3 separate regions of the Mus musculus genome follow, and all the other regions are linked to region 1. The links are chromatin contacts, called in public Hi-C and HiChIP or PLAC-seq maps. All regions are on one chromosome and are shown on one strand. The core of a region is the stretch at or near the end of the contact, and the rest is flanking DNA. Distances in the headings are between cores, read along the strand shown. Region 1 overlaps Abcc12 (ATP-binding cassette, sub-family C (CFTR/MRP), member 12). Region 2 has its middle 79 kb from the start of Gm33687. Region 3 has its middle 49 kb from the start of Gm33687.

Region 1 (4,154 bases), core at 310-2,809:
AGTTTACCTTGAATTGCAGTCCCCGGAGGTTGTGGATAAGCTTTGCATAGCGCCCCCTCTCTTCCATCAACTCCTTGTGGGTGCCCTTTTCACAGATCTCTCCATCTTCTAACAGAATGACCTCATCACAAGACTCCAGGAACTGCAGAGACAGTGCATCCATCCACAACAGCACTGCCTCGGTAAGAAAGAGCTCACACCAAACTCCCAGCCTGCTTTCCCAGGTGCACTGAATTACTGGGGTTTTCAATCCTGGCACTATTACCAAATAATCCCTTGTCTTCAGGGGCTGCCCTGTGCATTGTAGACTATTTCGCAGCCTCTCTGGTGTCTACCTACCAGTAGGATGTCTTTCCCTAGTTGTGATGAGCAAAATTGTCTGCAAGCACTGCCAAATGCCCCAGGGGTTGGAGCGGGGGCGGCAATTGAGAACCACTGAGCTAGTCCCCAGTCTTTTCAGTACAGAAGCTGGACTCTGGCTGCAACAATGAGGCAATCAAAACTTCCTTCGATTCTTCTCTGTGAATGAGCTACCCCACTCAGAAATCTGATTGACTATTGTGGAGGCCAAGGTTTGGAAAAGACAGAAAACATGATCCCAGTCCTGTCAGAAGCCCCACCCCACTGAGCCCGGGGAATAGAAACCGGGTCATAGGCCACACCCCCACCAGCTTTAACAGAACAATAACGATGTGAACAATAAATATCACAGGCCCTGTTTTTCTGATTCCGAGACCCTTCACATCCACACCAATCCTTGGATTAAAGAATTCTGCTGAGAGGGATGCCGTTTTATTTTGGAAGAAGAAAGGGCACTCCTCGATTGATCCACCCAACAAAGGGCAGATAGTCCCCTCCTAAAGGCAGGCAAAATGCTGTAAGAGTGGGAACAGTTTGATCTAAAGAAGAAAGCCATCACAGCAGGGCCAGAGTCCCGGATTTGCACTTCTACTCTGCTCAAGGCCAAAATCCCACTTGGCTAAACTTGATTCGAATCCTGCAAGCAAAGGCCTACCACTGATAGTTGTACACCTGATGGGGTGGGTGGTGCCCAAATGCTTCAACCAGAGCAGTTCCAGCAGCATGGATAGCTCTAGCCTCTGTCTCCCCTATCCATGACTGGAGCCCTTCCTCAGGCAGCCCAAGCAGGAACCTGGCTCCTACTGCCCAGTGGAGGGAGACACACCTTCTGCTTCTGACAGAACCTTTCCCTCAAAGACAGACTTGGACCTCAGGCATCATCCTCTGGTGTTCCACAGCCTGATCTTACATCTTATCTCCCAACCTCGGGCAGCTCTCAGCTCAAGAAAGCTGTAAGCTCGGTTAAGCCATTGATTCTTTTCACACGAGGAAAGGAAGCACACAGGGCCCACTACAATCTACAGGCTTTTCTGCCTATGTGTGGGACCACCACCCAGACTTGGGAGGGCCCCGAAAAGGTCCCTCTGGCCAGCAAGCCCTTGGCTCACTCTGGTGACACCAAGTAGCTTTGTGTAGCCGTGCTCTGCAAACACTTCGGAAGCTGAGCCCTTAGTAGATTCCAGCAGCTCGTCAGACTGCTGGCCTCGCTTTGTTTCCTCAAGTAAACAGATGAGTGGCTGTCATGGCCAGCTACTCCAAAGCATCTGAGGTCAGAGCAGCTAGGAAATGTTCTGGAAAGCCCCGGGGCTGCAGTTTGAGGCTGAGCCCTCCCCTCCCCCACAAAGAATGGGATGAAGAGTGTATCAAGATTATGGTGCCATCTGGTGGCCTTCTTCCTCTCCCAACAAGCAAAAAGTGAGCTAAAATGACCTTGGAAAGGTGTGACTGCTGGAGACTCTGGGAAAACACCAGCTTGCCTAAGATCATACTTCGGGCTAGTGAGTTTCAAAGATGGGCTGGGCATGTGGCTATGGTTTATCCTCCAAGAGGGGATAATAGAGGGACAGCTCTGTCTCACACCTGTCAGGACCAAGGCAGCATCCTCCAGGACCCAGGACTCCTCCGGAAGACAGTTCTCCCAGGGCAAGCAGATGCCACAGACTGAATAGTCACAGGCCAGGGCTATGGTAACCACGCTAAGGAATCTAGCTAGGCCACAGACCATTTCTAGGCAAAACATGGGATTCCAGACTGAATCCAGCCAGCCTTCTCCTTTCCTCAGCCCTGGCCTACAGAGGACCTAGGAGTTCTTGTCTAACTAATCTGGCTCATTATTTTATAGAGCTGTGGCTCACCTGCTAAAGAAACCAGATACTCACATGTATAAAATTTGAATGCTTAAAGCTTATTCTGGGGAGCTGTGGGGGGCTGGGTTTCCTGGGTCTTTGAGAGGCCCTCTCTCTTCAGGGTGGTCCTCCTGGCCTCAGCCAGAGGGTACCAACCTACAGGCTGCAAAGTCCTATAGCTATGGCAACCTTACTTGCTGCTTCAGCCTTCACACCTTCACCACCTCAATTTCTGATTCACTGAAAGGCAATGAGATCTGCTTCCTGCCCCCCAGACCAGGCCTACTGAACAAGAAGAAGGGGCTCTCTGCACCAGTGCCCCAACGGGTCACCTCCCAATGTCTCTGGGATGTTTTCTACTTTGAGGTATGCGTGCTCGTGCACACGCACACAAATACATACTCACGTGCAGTATATCTCCCAGACTTGGGAGATTAGAGAGAGAGAAAGAGAGAGAGAGAGAGAGAGAGAGAGAGAGAGAGAGAGAGAATGAGAGGGTAACCTTGAATTATCTTGGGTAGAGAAGGGGCCCTAGATTCCCACCAAGCATTCAGAACCTGTATGTGGGATGGATTCAACAAGGTCTGTGACCATGCAGCCAAATCCTCCAGTTCACTTAACATAAGCCCAGTCTCTTTCTCCAGCAAGATTCACCCTCCTAAGCCAGAGGGAGACTACTGTTTGAATGGGAACAGGATCTAAGAAGGCAGAAGAACCCTGAAGCGTTGCCCATTGGTCCTGGCCTCAGGAGCCTTTCCTGGGCTAGGGGAAGACTGGGGAGTCTGGGCCACTCATCACAAGAGCCATGACTTTCTGGGTGAGGAAAGAAAACAGAGCTTCCATGACCCTCAGACAAGGAACCCCCAACCTCAGGCCCATCAAGTCCCTACTGGAGAATGGGTAGAGCCTGACTTGTCCATGCCTGGCTCCCCATTTCCTTGGCACCAATGGCCCAGATCTCAGAGCCAATTGATCCTACACAATCTACCCAATGGGGGAGGAAAAGTCGTCTCCCCACTGATCCCAAAGACTAAGCCAAAGGAAGTCATACCCAGAGAGGAGCAGGTAGCAATACCAGGAAGCTAGGGATGGCTGCAGGACTCATCAGTGTCTCCTACCATCTCAATCCCCTGTTCAGGTAAAGCCACCTACTGGTGGAAATGGCATATTTAGGCAGAACAGGAGTCTCTTTGACCATCAAGTGCTGCACTCATCCCAAGGCCTCATGGACCACGCACATCCCAGTCACCTGCAACTGGTGGGTAACCAGCACAACTGTCTTCCCTTTGAGTGTCTTCTTAATGCATTCTTCAAAGACATGCTTCCCCACGTGGGCATCCACAGCCGAGAGCGGGTCATCCAGCAGGTAGAGCTGACGATTAGCATACACAGCACGGGCCAGGCTGATCCTCTGCCTCTGTCCCCCAGAGAGGTTGACACCCCGCTCTCCAATCTGTGGACAGGGATAATGGCACTGCCCATCATTATTAAGTCTGCCTGCCACCCCATGGTCTTTGTATATCAGGAGCATTCTAAAACTCTTCAGGACTCGGGGAGACAACACAGCTTGTTATCTCTCTCTGCACATAAGCTCCCCCATGCCTTACGCTAGGCAATGCTGACTGGAAGAATTCCACCCACCCCACCCCCTCACTTCATGGAAGCACAGTGCCAACTGAGAACAGCTCTCTCTGACTCTGAGTAAGGGGTGCCTATCACATGACTCCCAATTCCTGGTGCACAGTCCACTATTGATTGCTAACACCGAGATTTGGCTTTGGTTTTGTTTTTGTGGTTTTTGTTTGGTTTTGGAGCAGGGAACTTTGGAAGAATGTACAGTGAATAGTGAAAAGGAAGGACTGTGCCTGGGAGATGGATCAGGGACCCCTATGTCCACTTCTTCGTGTACAAATGTGTGTGCCATGAAGACACCATCAATCCCTAAAA
Region 2 (4,025 bases), core at 696-3,195, 180 kb before region 1:
TCCTTTTGTAACTTCTCCTCTCTGATGGCAGAAGAAAGTTCCAGGTTGTTGTGAACTGGCTCTGAACACCAGCTACTGTTAATCTCCATTTCAAACAGAGAAGAGATCTTAATCTTCCAGCCTTTGGCAGGCAACAGAATTGAACTAAATAACATTATTTTGCGTTTGCTTTACAGTTACTTTCTCTCTCTCTTTTTAAGATAACTTAAACATTTTAAAACCACCTGAAGCTTGCAGAGTTCAAATTCACTGATCATTTTTTCCACAACCAATGGAAAAAAAGTGTGGATAAGATCCACCCCCTAATTATTCAACAGTGTAATTCTTACCAGCGATGTCACTCTTTTCATAACCACAACCTAACTATTAAAATGAGGAAATTTCCATTCAAGCTACAGACACCCCTTGAGGTTAGCCAATGGCATCACTTGCCCTTCAAAGCAGAATGATAACACACTCTTGTCCCATGCCTTTAGTCTGCTCTGGGGAGCAGCTTTCTAGTTGTCCTTTGACTTTCACAACTTGGACACTTTGAATGTCACAGGCTAGTTATTTTGTAGAAAGCCCCTCAATTTGCATTTGTCTGGCATTTCTTCGTGATTAAATTCATATTACAGGAGTGAGAGAGATGGCTCAGTGAATAAAAGCATTTGTTACTCTTGCAGAGGACCCACGTTCATTTCTCAGTATTCACATGGTTGCTCACAACCATCCATAACTGTAGTTTTGGGGGATCTGACCCTCTCTTGACTTACACAAGCACTAGGTACACACACTGTGTAAAAATGCAGTCAAAATATTCATACACATAAAAAAAAATAAGATTCCACATCTTGGTATAGTATCACAGAAATGATGCTATGGCATCAGCACTGTCTCCTAGCGAACATCACGTGATATTGATGCTCTCTGCTGCTGCTGCTGCTGCTGCTGCTGCTGCCATTGACTGGGACTGCTTGTTGGAGGTGGTGTCTGCTGGATTTCTCCATGATAGAGAAAACTGCTCTGGAATCTTCCGTTATAGAAAGGAATGTTAAATCTATAATACTCTGTCCTCATAAAAGCTTAAGGGCTCATTTTAACATCCATTTGCGTTTCATAGATACATTGATTACTAGTTTGATGGTTGCCAAACAGTGAAATTATAATTCCATCGTTCCTTCTGCTGAGATAAAAGGCTTTGTCTTTCCCCCCATTTACTTGTTTTTGCCTGACTGGACTCATCAATTACTATGTTATTTAATGGGTTATAGTTTTATACTTACTAGCCATTTTTGATATTCATGTTGCTCCAGATCTGACTAACAGTAGCCTCTCTGGTCTCTCATCTTCAGCCTCTCCCATCATTCTCCAGGAACTTCCTTGCACTGGGGACCATTCCCCAGATCCTTTACTGTGAGCTCTTACACCCGCCATGGTATCCTGGCAAATGAGGACTGGTGTTGCTAGTTGGCTGGTTGCTATTCAGATACGACTGTCTTCAGGTCTTCCCAACTGTCTTTATGCACACATATATCTACAATGTATTCAGGTACACACATATAAAGACACATCTATCGAGGCACATAATTTCTGTATTTAGTGGTCTCTCTGCCTTTCATAAATTCATGCTAGCTCCAGCTCAAAACCTCAGTTTCAGTCTCATTTTCTCTCTTTCCATATTCTTAACTCCCTTTCCAATAGTAAGAAATCTGGCTTCCATGAGCAATGATCTAATTCCTTCTTGGCTCCTTCCCTGTAGCCTCTCCAGCCAAAGCTATGCTTCTGTGGCTCTGAAACCACTCTACGGGTCATCTTCCCTCCATCCCACCATGTTTGGTTATCATTGTCTTACAGTCTCGGTGTTGGTTCCAAAATCTTTGCAAAGTCTGACAAGTTCTGACGCCTGCTCTGTCTCTCAGACTGTGTACTTTGCCCCCTCGGTATGCCTTGTAATTTGCTTCCTGAGATGGTTAGTCATGTAAACAGAACTTTGGTGAATAAGCCTTTTGTGATGTGGTGGCCAGGCTTCAGGGACAGAACGCATTCGAGTAGTGATGGGCCTCCAGGTCTTCCGATGGGTCTAGGAGCCAAACGGTGGATCACAAGTGCTTCTGAGTGTCCTTCCCATCCTCATGAGATGAGGTGGACAGCGTTAGCAAGAGCACAGGCTTTGGCTGTGTCAAGCAGTCTGTCTGTTGCTCCTGCTGAAAGGACAAGAGTATTCTCCAATATTTACCGTAGACCCTCTAGAGGTAAAAGTCACAAAAATAGGACCACTGTGCCTGGATTCCCACAGAGTTTAACTCTCTGGTTCACACTGAGGCTCTTGAAGTTATAATTCAAATTTTCCTACTCAAGGATGGAAGCCACAGAGGCTCAGCTCACAGGGTTCTGCAGAGGTGGGTGTGAGTCTCTGTACTCACTTGTATCCTATCTCCAGGTTGGTGAACCAACTTATAAATCTAAGGAGGGCTGAGATTTTTAGACATGTTCAGCCTCCTGTTTCAACAGATTCACAACTTTTAATCTCATGTCAGACTGGTAACAGAAAGTATAAAACTCATTTTATAAATATGTCTGTCTGGATTAAAAACAGAGTTTGAAGGACAACATTATTGATACAATTAGTATTCTAAGCTTAATTTTAGGAAACATTTCTGTGGCCCAAGGACATTGGGGTAGAGTCAGTGTCTGTTTTAACCACTTGCAAATGCATATGTAGGTCTTTAATCACACTGAGTTCACATGTATATTCCAGGGGCCATCTGTCCCTGATACAAAGGGTCTGGCCGGCACAGGGCTGTCAGTGTTGATTTATGAGCTCCTGTATTTGGGGACACAGCTGCTCGAGGTTGCACAGGCTCAACTCCCGAGGGCAACTTGCTGGACACTTGCCTCTCCTGGGCAGTGTGTACCTGTGTAGCTCTCCAGACCTCAGGAATCCTACTTCCTTTTCCATGCCCACTTTGCCTACATTGTCTCTCCCCTTTCTCCTGAGCTGCTTAGAGGAGTTGCCCTCTTCTTGTAGGCCAGCTCAGCCTAGAAAGCCATCTCTCAGCAGGGTTGACTTATACCCCTTCAGTACAATTGTGAGACTTATGTGGGAACTTACTCAATATCTATGTCCCTGTTGGTGACTCTGTTCACTGCATGTCCTCTCTCTTTACAGACGTTTACTTGTCTTGGAAGTGTGGAAGAGCAGAGATTGACCTTCATGCCATAATTGCATGCTACAAATGTACGTGTGTGTGTGTGTGTGTGTGTGTGTGTGTGTGTGTGTGTGTGCCTTGCATGCGTGTGCTTAAGTGTGTAGAGAATGTTTCACGAAATATGAGTTTTCTTCTCACCATCCTCAGGATGCATGAATCAATCACCTACCAGCACCCCATCTCTATCAGGGGTGTGCCACATTGTACAGTTTGAAGCCTTCCTCCCTGTGGACATGTCTCACCATGGCTGCCCTGGGACTTAAATGCCTCCCTTTCAACTTCAGCTCAGTCAATGTGCAGGAAGGAAATGTGAGTTCATTTGCTCTCTTCTATGACCTTGACGGTTAGTAAAAGCTGGAGGGGCCATCTGGAGTTGGATCCTTGCCACTGGAATAGACAGTGGAGGCCAATCAAACATGTCCTGCTGACTGTCCCATGCCAAACCTGGTCCTCTCATCTCCTAGTAGGTCTCTGAATCCCTGGTGCTCTTGTTGCACTGACTTTTTCTGGGGAGACATAAACACGTGTCTATTTGTCCCAGATAAAGCACCAACAATAGAACAAGCTAAAGAAATGATTCCGAATCCAGTGTGGTTGCAAATATGTGAGCTGGAGTTATTTATAGGAGCATGGGAAACTTATAGCTGGTTAGACCATCAAAGAGGGCTCCCTCCCCATAACCTTGAGACCTTCATGCACTGCCTGATGGAACAAAGGTGAGCCCAGTATTGTGAAGGTAAGCTGTGGCTTACCACAGCTGCTTTGATGTCAAGACAGCAACAGCCTTTCCACGTCTGGAGAACAGCGTACACAGCAGCCCCTCATGACTTTTCT
Region 3 (3,899 bases), core at 921-3,420, 210 kb before region 1:
TGTGTAGCCATTAGGAATCAGCACAGAACTCAGCTGAATTTTAATGGTTGCCATTTCCATAGGTCCTCAGACTGAAGAACAAGCTGATTGTTCAGAGATGAAGTGTGGAAATGGCAACACTGAAGATAATTTAAAATAGCAAACTGGGTAAAATCTGAAGTTCTGAAAAGCAGTCATTCCCCCCCCTGAGAAGAATGTTACTAAAAACACAGACCTAAACGTCTTAACTTTTTAAATTTTTTTTTTTTGATTGTAAGAATCCTTTGACTCTCAATGTCTTCTCCTATCTGATCCTAACACCAGGCATTCTGGGAGCCTGGAAGGGTTTGAGCTGCATCTAATGTATTCATTTAGAAGGCAGGCATTGGGCATCAGACACAAGCTTAGGAGTGTGAGGGTGTTTCAGAGTCACATAAGGCCCAGACTGTGTCCTCAGACAGTGTGGGACTGTGTGAAAGGTTGCATTTGGAATCCTGTCCAAGTTGGATTTACAATCTGTTTGTGGAGATTGCTCCATAAATGTGGGCAGGAAGTTTAATGTCTCCAAGTCCCAGTTCCTATATGAGCAACCAAGGTCAATGTTGCTCATCTCTTAAGGTCCTTTTGAGGATCAAACAAGATGCAGCCATCCACCGAGTGAATTAGATCATGACAGGCCTCCACTCAAAACACTACAAAGGACTGCTAGGAGTCTTAGTCGTTTTCTATTGCTGTGCTAAAACATCATGACCAAGGCAACTTATTTTTAAAAAGCATTTGTTTGGGGCTTATTATTTCAGAGGGTTAGAATCCAGGACCATTACTATGGGAGATAGCAGCAGGCTGGCAGACATGGCACTAGAGCAGTAGGTAAGAGCTCACATCTTGAACCACATCATAAGGCAGAAAGAGAGAAAAAGAGATTGGGAATGGCCAGAGTCTTTTGAGACCTCAAAGCCTGGCCTCCTCTAATAGGATATACTTCTTAATTCTTCCCAAGCAGTTCTATAAACTGGGGACCAAACATTTAATCTATGAGCCTTTGGTGGCGGTGGGGGCTTCTGTAGGAAATGGGGTAGGAGTGGATAGGCTCATTCAAGCCACTAGGAAATTCAGAAGGGGTTTAAGTCTTTAGTAGAGACTTGGCGTCTTGCCTCTGTCTACGTCTCTGCCCACTCCTGTGTCTCACAGAGCTTATGTGTCCCTGTTCTCCAGCCCTTGCCCTTGTGCCTTGTCACCAAAGGCCTATCCACTCTGATAGGAATACTTCCTCCAATGTGTCTCTAGCCTTAAGGTCACACCATTCCGTTTCAGGTTCACTTCCCAAGGAACCTTTTTCCCCCCCGCAAGCCTGAACTATCACCCAGCATTCTAATTTATTTAACCTAAATGGTGTCTCTTTCTGACTTTAATTGCCACCCTGTGTTCTGTGACATGTTCACTTGCTTCCAGTCTGTCTCTTCTTTTGAAATGGGAAATCTCTGATGGCAAATATGCTTTCTTCACGGATGTCTTCCCAGCTGGCCCTCAAATAATTAATGAATACCTTACGAGAGTTTCTCTACCCAGTGCTTGGCACACAGTACTGTCTCAATAAACAGCAATTCTTCCTCCAACCTTCTTGGCAAGGAGACTGAGCTGAAGATAAGACAGTCTGAGGGTGGTGGCCGCTGTTAGGGAAGCTGCCACCTCTTCTCTCCCTCCCTCCTTCTCTTCCCTCCTCATCCCTCTTCCTCCTTCCTCCTTTTCCCTCCTCCTCTTCTTCTAGCTCCTTGGATCTTTATACACCCCAATAACTATATTCTGCAGAGCCTAACAAAGTAAATTCTCATTTTATATTTTAATCAATTTGTTCCACATAAAGTATGTCTAGGGCGATAAGAGCAAGTGTTAGGAAAAAAAAAAACACTAGACAATTCACAGAATTTGCCCACCAGTTCCTGTCTTCTAGCACGGTTTGACTTGAGAAAAAGAGCCAAGGAGAGAGAAAAGACCACACCGACTCTGCAGGGGTGAGCATCAGGATTAATTAGAGAAGCTTCCCTAATGACCCTTGCTATTGAAAAATGCATGAATGGAAACCATTTCTGCCCTCTGCTTTGTGAATGAACGGAATAGAGGAGTTTGTGGGAACGAAGCCATCCCCCACGGTGCAATGCTCCATCCACACCTCCTGGGTGACTCATGCGCTTGTGGAGCTTGTGGAGCCCAGACTGTGTGGCCTCGGCAGTGGGAAAAGGAGGAGGAGGAGGCAGTGGGAAAGACACATTGGCAGGTGCTCTGCAAGTGTGTTAGCAGATCCTGAGCCACTGGGACCCAGGGGGCTCACGGGAGGTTTGTGAGGGAGGGGGATGCCTGAGCCTAGCTAGAGCTAAGCTGATGAGATTAACTAGGTCAAGGGTGTGTGGAGAGGATGGTGTAGAAGGAGAAGTTTCCTAGGCAGAGGGGTGGGCATCATGGAAAGCTGAATCTGCAGTCTGTGATCTATTTCTACCACTGTAGATATGTGTCTTTTTCTGTGTCTCAGGTTCTTCAGGTTTAATAAGCTCTGGATTAAATGTTTGTTCCAAAACTTCCATCAGAATAAGAATTCTGTTGGCTCATATGAAGTCATCTTTGCCTCTCACCCCTACTAGGTCCTTTTGGCCCCTAAGTTCACTCATATTTTCCATTTCGTTTCTTTCTCTACACCCTCCTCCAAACACAGCTCCTTCTTTGTTTTCTTATAAGTCACCAAGGCTAATAACTAAAAGCTTATTTAGTGCCTCTGGGGATATCTGTTGGGACAGAAGAAATGACAAATTGCTACACTAGCATTGGCTCCTAAATTTAAATACAGTAGAAATGTTTGAGATGGAATAATGCAGACGTTAAATACCAAGATTGCCCAAGAGATTTTGAATTCTGTAGAGCTAACATTTTGGTAAAGAGAATACTTTTAAACTTATTGCATAGTCATTTTAATTAATCACCATGACTGTGCTATCACTAACAGGCACAGAACACCAGGCTGCCCAAACCATGCCACGCTGGTGTCTGTTTACTTTGAGCTAAAGACAAATGAGAAGAGTATATGGAAGACAGGTTCCTGCTTCCCTTTCTGCTCCTAATCTGGGTATGAGTTTCCCTTGGTGAAGATACCCATGCTGCCTCAGTCCTCACCACGAAGGGAGATAACTCTATCCCTGATGAGTCTGCATAGATAACCCTTACTTACTAAGATAATCCTTATCTTTCATTAATTTCCTGTATAGACTCACTTCCCTACAATTTACCAAACCTAAAATCCCAAACACTGCTCTTTTGTCTTGTCATTTCTTCACAAACTATTGCTGGTTTATGAACTCTCAGGCCTAACTCTCTTTGGGGCCTACCTCCTTTCCTGTGGAACTCCTAGGCATATACAGAAATTGAAATACTACATCATTTTGTGTGTCCCTTTCCACCATCAATCTGCCTTCTGTCAGCCTGGCCTGTTACCTACCCTACATCATCGATGGAAAAACCTGTTCAGATCCCATGAGTGGCACACTTGTATGTTACGCCGCAGGACTCACAGCACAAATAATAACATCAACACTTTGAATGAAAAGAGGGTGGCTCTGAGGATCCAAGGAGACACAGAGCAAGAACCTACTTGGGTCACTGGTAGCTCCAGAGTTTGTGCACAGCCCCCTCCCCCACCACAGGTGTGCATGCACACAGACACACACAAACACAGACAGACAGATGCACACACATACACACTGGCTGACCCCAGAGCTGCTATCCTGTCACCCTGTGTCCTTGTTACAGTAGTTTTTCCTCTGAGCTTTGACTTCTCCATTCCCTTCACCATCTTTTCTGACGTGGCCACTAGCTTCAGTTCTTCCCCTGCAGCTGACGTCATCACTAGACAAGGGAAGAGAACGCAGGAGAAC

The links. A called contact is a pair of places that touch in the nucleus more often than the background predicts. HiChIP or PLAC-seq counts read pairs in DNA pulled down with a chosen protein or histone mark.
Region 2: a contact with region 1 is called in a FOXA1 HiChIP or PLAC-seq map of pancreatic cancer cells. The contact joins two enhancer-like sites. A contact is called at or near these places in 10 of 484 Hi-C or Micro-C datasets (cerebellar granule neurons, cortical neurons, embryonic fibroblasts and 4 more) and 3 of 115 datasets of contacts at active chromatin or transcription factors (astrocytes, a colorectal cancer cell line and pancreatic cancer cells).
Region 3: a Hi-C map of cerebral cortex shows a contact between it and region 1, with 1.8 times the contacts expected there. The contact joins two enhancer-like sites. A contact is called at or near these places in 3 of 484 Hi-C or Micro-C datasets (cerebral cortex, liver and nephron progenitors) and 1 of 115 datasets of contacts at active chromatin or transcription factors (astrocytes).

Annotation. Positions count from the first base shown.
Region 1 is chr8:86,534,867-86,539,020 of GRCm38.p6, forward strand. Abcc12 (ATP-binding cassette, sub-family C (CFTR/MRP), member 12) reads right to left here. Exons shown (of 29, transcript NM_172912.4): 13 at 3,457-3,660; 14 at 8-142. Among named protein-coding and RNA genes, the nearest start is that of Abcc12, 30 kb to the right of the region's middle. Within about 2 kb of position 1,560, at least 88 of the 459 cell types and tissues checked have an H3K27ac peak or open chromatin away from gene starts, as enhancers often do. A contact at or near this core is called in cerebral cortex and pancreatic cancer cells, where this site is marked.
Region 2 is chr8:86,356,931-86,360,955 of GRCm38.p6, forward strand. No RefSeq gene overlaps it. Among named protein-coding and RNA genes, the nearest start is that of Gm33687, 79 kb to the left of the region's middle. Within about 2 kb of position 1,946, at least 11 of the 459 cell types and tissues checked have an H3K27ac peak or open chromatin away from gene starts, as enhancers often do. A contact at or near this core is called in pancreatic cancer cells, where this site is marked.
Region 3 is chr8:86,326,656-86,330,554 of GRCm38.p6, forward strand. No RefSeq gene overlaps it. Among named protein-coding and RNA genes, the nearest start is that of Gm33687, 49 kb to the left of the region's middle. Within about 2 kb of position 2,171, at least 23 of the 459 cell types and tissues checked have an H3K27ac peak or open chromatin away from gene starts, as enhancers often do. A contact at or near this core is called in cerebral cortex, where this site is marked.